Regions from separate parts of the Rattus norvegicus genome. Here region 1 is linked to region 2. The links are chromatin contacts, called in public HiChIP or PLAC-seq maps. All regions are on one chromosome and are shown on one strand. The core of a region is the stretch at or near the end of the contact, and the rest is flanking DNA. Distances in the headings are between cores, read along the strand shown. Region 1 overlaps Scube3 (signal peptide, CUB domain and EGF like domain containing 3). Region 2 overlaps Anks1a (ankyrin repeat and sterile alpha motif domain containing 1A).

The links. HiChIP or PLAC-seq counts read pairs in DNA pulled down with a chosen protein or histone mark.
Region 1: an H3K27ac HiChIP or PLAC-seq map of oligodendrocytes shows a contact between it and region 2, with 5 times the contacts expected there. The contact joins two enhancer-like sites.

What each region holds. Positions count from the first base shown.
Region 1 is chr20:6,228,854-6,231,840 of GRCr8, forward strand. Scube3 (signal peptide, CUB domain and EGF like domain containing 3) reads left to right here. Exons shown (of 22, transcript NM_001271362.2): 22 at 330-2,987. The coding sequence ends at 479. All of the region lies in intron 1 of LOC108349039 (a long non-coding RNA gene), which reads right to left. Among named protein-coding and RNA genes, the nearest start is that of Zfp523, 15 kb to the right of the region's middle. Within about 2 kb of position 1,413, at least 24 of the 93 cell types and tissues checked have an H3K27ac peak or open chromatin away from gene starts, as enhancers often do.
Region 2 is chr20:6,058,399-6,061,393 of GRCr8, forward strand. All of the region lies in intron 11 of Anks1a (ankyrin repeat and sterile alpha motif domain containing 1A), which reads left to right. Among named protein-coding and RNA genes, the nearest start is that of Tcp11, 78 kb to the right of the region's middle. Within about 2 kb of position 1,418, at least 50 of the 93 cell types and tissues checked have an H3K27ac peak or open chromatin away from gene starts, as enhancers often do.

The DNA.
Region 1 (2,987 bases), core at 163-2,662, 170 kb after region 2:
CCAGGCAAGAGATTACGGTGGCTTCCCTCCGTGTGACAGCTGTGGGGATGGCAAGCTGGTCAGATGCTGGGCATACACTGAAGGGAGAGTCAACAGTTGGCTGTAGCTCTGAGGAAATGGTCAGGGCCGGGCCTTAGCAGTGGAGGACTAGGCCTGTGTCACTACCTGGGCTGCAGGGTTCTGGGGCGCCGGCAGTAGGGACAGGAGGCCAGGGCTCACCTCTGGGCATGCTCGGTGGGAGCCGCTGTTGGACAGGAGGAGGTCTGCTGAGTATTTCCCTTTTCCACATGCCACCCAAGCTGACAACTGCCACCTGCCATCTTCTGCAGGATAAGAAGCTTATCAAGGCCTTCTTTGAGGTCCTGGCCCACCCCCAAAACTACTTCAAGTACACAGAGAAACACAAGGAGATGCTGCCAAAGTCCTTCATCAAGTTACTGCGCTCCAAGGTCTCCAGCTTCCTGAGGCCTTACAAATAGTGCCTGTGGGCTCCGAGACCCGGGTTTCAGAGCTCCCACCTCCCTGGCCCTCAGAGCTGGCACCCCGACCTCAGACAACAAACTGTCTTCTCCTCTTGGAGGAGCGATACCACGACACCAGGCACTCTCCCCTTCTGTCTTTCTAGTTACCTTGCCTTCCTTCTGTCTCTCTCCTGGAAAAGTCATTCAGTGCTGTCTGTTCCCCCCAGGGGTGAAGGAATAGACACCCTCTACCCCTCTGCCATTATACTGCGGTGCCTTGCTAGCCAGGAGCCAAAAGATTCCTCCCTCAGCAGCCTGTGATCCCCAGAGTGACTCTTCCCAGCCCAGAGTCCTGCCAAAGAAGCCTTTGACATGGCAGGTTTATCCCGACTGGGCTGCTGGGGCACACACTTTGAGCCCTGGGGTGCCCACACAGTTGGTGTCCTCATCTGTGGAGCTCCTTGCTCTGACTGGGGCTGACTCCGTAGGGTTTACAAGTTTCCATACTGCTGGGCTGGCAAACCCCTGCCAGGGAAGGGAGAACAGCAGGCAGGGGCCCCAGACATACAAAGCTCTCAGATAGCTCTGCAGGACAGAAAGCAGCTTTTCAAAACATTGCCCAAAACAAAGGAAAGAAAATGTATTGCCTAAAGGAGCTCCCTGCAGAACAAGTAGAAGCCAGCCTCAAACACTAACCCTTTCCTTGCCAGCCCTCTGTGCCAGCTGTGCCCTCACCCTACCTAAGGGCTCCCTGGGGAGCCTGTTAAGTGCTGTCCCTAGAGAAACCTGGCTGTTGGCTCTCCGGGTCTGGACCTTGCTCCACGGTTGTTTTTCCCTTGTAGCCCCAGGTGGCTTGTGGGCTCCAGCAAAGAGGATGGGCTCTGCAGTCAGCCTGGAGCTGCCTACCTCTAGCTTCAGGCTGTGGGCAGCAGGAGGAGTGAGTGAGTGCCCTTGGCAAGCTGCCTGCCCACCCTCTCCACATCTGAGAAGTGCAATCATTTTGAGTCTTTCTGTGTTGTCTAGAGGGAGGGGTTTTTTGTTTGTTTCTTTTTCCTCTTAGCTTAGCCCTATTTATAGCTGCCCAGGAGGGCTGTGTTGGGAGTGGAGGAACAGCAGTCTGACTGTCAGCAGCCTTAAGAGCCAGAGCATCTCATCTGTCTCTGTCCTAGCTGAGGCCGCCCAGAACTTCAGAGCCCTCGGCTGTGCAAGCCCTCAGAGGCGCCCAAGGCACCGGAGACCAGCTCCGTAAAGTGATGGGGCGGGAGGAAGAGGCTTCCTGCCTGAGCCAATGCTGCCTTCCTTGTGTCTGTCTCTGTGGATTCGTGGTCACAGATGCAGATGGACTGGTCAGGAATCTCCTGCGAGTAGGGACAACCTGTCTTCCTGCTTCATGCTCTCTCCTGACATACCATGGAAGAGCATCAGGATGGCCAGCGAAAGCTCCCAGGACGTCCAGAGGCTGGAGCAGCCTCAACTTGGATAGTTAGCCATGTATGAAGCTGGTGAAGGAACAAGAAGCAGACATGTGCCTGACACTGGCTGCCTGCCTCCTGGAGCTGACTCAAGCCTGTTTCGACTACTGTTTCAAAAGGAAGAAAGGCGTCTGTGCCCGGGCCCAGGCTCTACCCATGCTCTACCCTTAACCCAGTTGCTGCCTGTAAAGTCTCCAATTGTTCCTTCTCCTTCCCCTGAGGCTGGAGTCCTGGACAGCCACCGTGAGTCCTCAGGTCCAACTCTAGGTAACTGCCAAGAGTTTCAACTACCAAAAAGTCTGATCCTCACACACACAGCAAACAAGGCCAGCTTCCGGGACACATTAGCCAACATGGTCAGGGTGGGGTGGGGGTCAGAGGCTATTGTAAAGCTGTTAAATGGCTTCATACAAAGGGGTGACTGGGCATTTAGAGGGATGTCTGTGCTTCCCCAGAAGCGCTCCAGAACAGCCTGGATCAACTCTGATCGTCCTAATAGGAGCATGGATAACTGCAGATCCTCTCTCCCTGCCATTCTGCCCAGCTCCTGGAAAGCCACACCGTGACAGTGCCTCCCAATGTGTGCCTTTAGGGTGTAGCTTCTCTGCATTCCCGTCACACATCACACATGCACAGACATTTCCTCTAATCATTTACTCTATGGCTGATGGAGTGGCGCATGAGATCCACCATACGGAGAGAGCAGCCACTAGACTTAGCTGGTTAATGGAGAGAGCAGCCACTAGACTTAGCTGGTTAATGGAGAGAGCAGCCACTAGACTTAGCTGATGTCAAGGAGGATGGAGGAGATCAAGCGAGCACTTGAGCTGTCAACCGAGTTGGCAGTTAGGAATCCAGGCAGAGCTACAGAGGATCCTGGCCCTGAGGCACCAACCGAGTTGGCAGTTAGGAATCCAGGCAGAGCTTACAGAGGATCCTGGCCCTGAGGCACCAACTCTCGGGGCTCAGTGGACTGAATGAGGAGTTAGGAACTCAGGGACTTTCTAGGACTGCACAGGTAGAACGAAAGAGGTTTCCAGGAGGAAGTGGGAGG
Region 2 (2,995 bases), core at 168-2,667:
AGAAGCGTGACTTTCTTTCTTTCCTTTTTTTTTTTTTTTTTTTTTTTTTCTGAGACAGGATTTCTCTGAGTAACCCGGGCTGTCCTGGAACTCCCTCTGTAGACCAGGCTGGCCTTGAACTCAGAGATCCGCCTGCCTCTGCTTCCCAAGTGCTGGAGCTAAAGGTATACGCCACGACTACCTGGCTGACAACAGGAATTTCTAACCCCTGTACCAGGGAGGTAGGAACAGGAGGACCGCAGCTGTCCTAGCCTATTGATAAAACCCTAGGCTCAGTAAGAGATCCAGTCTCACAGACACACACACACACACGCTAGAAAAAACAAAATTGGGAAATGCCTTCGCTTCTCAAGATGTGCAGTCCTGCTTATTTAGTTTCTGAGGTGCCTATGATTTTGTGGGTTTTTGTTTTTTGGTTTTTTTTGTTTGTTTGTTTTGCTTTGTTTGCTTTTTTTGTCAATTTTTGTTTTTTACATTAAGATGAATGGTGTCTGGTGAGGAGACGCATGCACATTGTAGTCCCATCATTTGGAGGCCAGAGGGCCTTTTAAGCTCCGGAGTTTAAGCGTATCCCAGATGTGACACTGTGATATAGCATGGTGGCCTCGTGACGTGGCACAGTGACCCTGAGAAGAGAGGCTGGGAGGGGAGTAGCAGAGAGGAGGAGTGGAGATAACATGCGGGCAAACACACTCAGGCTTCGCTGTGGCCCCAGCCTCCTTGCAGCTGTCACACTGTATCTGAAGGAGGAGAAGAGAAGCGGGGAAGTCAAGCCATAGACACAGGCCGCATGTGGGGGTGGGGTCAGGAACTGTGGGACAGCCTGGCATTCAGTGACTACAAATCTTGTGTAAAAAGCAGAGCTGATGCCTCTGGGGGCCAGTCTCAGAGTCAGATACTTCGGGAAGTACAGACAGAAGTGGCCCTGTGTCTGTGTTTGAACCACAAAGGATCCCTACTTTCCTAAAACTTAACAGTCTTGGAGAGCAGGAGCACTGAGCCCACCACGACACAGGAGAATTCCCACCAGAAATGTTGATCGCACTTACAGGATGGAAACACCCAGCCACGGGAGGACACATTAGCAGATCCACGAGGCAGAAAATGCATCTCCCAAAAGTCACCAGGCCCACTGGGCACTGATAGTTGTAACAAGGAAGGGGGACCCTCTGTGCTTCAAATTGTTTCCAAGTCAGGGCCAGTGGGTCTGAGCCATTTCTGTCCGTGCAGTCCGGACGTGTGACCACTCGGGATTGCAGTGGCTGCTTTCCAGGTTGGATAGCACAAAGGAAAGTAGCCAGTAGGCCTAGTAGTCACAGCACTGTCCTTGGCACTCTGGGTCTGTGAAGAGGTGACTTAGCACGAGCGGCAGTGGCTGCTCTGAGGCGTATGTGAATGCCACGTAGTGTGGTTCCAGAGGGAGTCGAGGTGTTGTTCCCGAGAGCCATGCATGCACCTGAGTAAGAAGACTGATCTTCTTGGAGGGCAGGGGCCTGTTCTCTGTCTGCAGTTCTCCCTCCGATCCTGTCACCTTGGTAAGCCCTCTCCAGTGCTGAGCAGGGCCCCCTTACTCAGATTTCAGAAAGAGAAAATAGTGCTGTCCTCAGTCCCTTCCCTCAGCCTGAAGGTCCGGGCTGGCTTTTCATGGCAGAAGCTTGCACGCCTTTGTGACTTTGTGGACAGAAGCTTGGCAGTTGAGTCTCATGGGCCAGCATCTTCTCCCCAGCCTCTGACTTAGGCTCCTGACGAAGCCAGGCCTCTGGCTGCCTCCCCACTCCTCTTGCTGCTGCAGGGTTAGAACAGCTCGCTCTCCTTCTGATTAAACAAGCTTTGTGAGTAGCATCTCTGTGTTGTCCAAATGTTTTGACAGATATATATATATATATGTATATGGACATGTATGATAATTACAGAAAGTAGTCGAAAGGTGAAAGAGGGCAGAATATGTTAAGATCACACGAAAATGGTTTTTAAAAAGCAATTTGATATTCAAAAGTGAGACAAATTACGTTCACGTAAGAGATCAGAGATAGGTCTGTGAAGAGAGTGTCTGAGCCAAGCCCTGAAACAGAGACTTCAACCTGAAAGGCCAGCACTGGGGAGGGAGATGACCAGAGGTTCCAGGCAGGGGTGTGGCACACGACAGAGGGTGGAGGGAGGAGGTGGAGAGTAGCCTGGATCAGGGCCAGACTCCAGTTTGACTGGAACAAAGAGAACTTGTCACAGAGTGTTGGATCTCAAATGTCAGTCTTTATTCCAGAGACAGAGCGGTATTGTTGAAACTCGAGGAGTGGGGTGACAGCCTAGGAGCCACACGCTCAAAAGGGTAGAATTTGGGAGTCAGGGCTTGGGACAGGCCGGCGGAGGCAGGAATAGCTTGCAGCCAGGAACCTTCATGAGTCTCTGCTGGTAACTAGAGCCTATCCCAGAGGGGCAGGAGGAAGTTAGGGGAGGAGGAAGGAGTGGGACAAGTCTGAGGGTAGGACAGCGGAGGTGCGGCCAGGCATGGATGAGCAAGGGCTGGGTGCTGAGGGCGGTTTCCAGCCTGACTGAGAGAGTATTACGTAACCAGTAGAAATGGGCACTTGGGAAGGCCAGGACTAAGGGACGGTGCTAAATCTTGGTTGAGTGTTGTGCGTTCTAGGAGAACGTCTGTGTGACTCTGCCCATCATGCCAGGAAGGTGGCTCTGATGACGAAGAGAGACCCTGAAGATCCCAGGAACTGAATGGCCTCTGCAGTGATGAGCTCAGGGTGGGCGGAAGGTGGTGCTGTCAGGACCTGTTAGTCACAGCCCAGGGGGCTGTTCGCTCTCCAGCCGTTAGCACAGGAGAAAGCGATGGGAAGGCAGTCCCCAAAAGCTGAATGTCTCTTCAATGGTGCCGTTATGCTGAAGAGGTGGCAGCCTTAAAAGCTAGGTGCGGGGAGTCAGGACAAGAGTCACAAGCTCCACATCAGCCTGGACTGCAGAGTGAAGCCACCCTGAACGATAACTG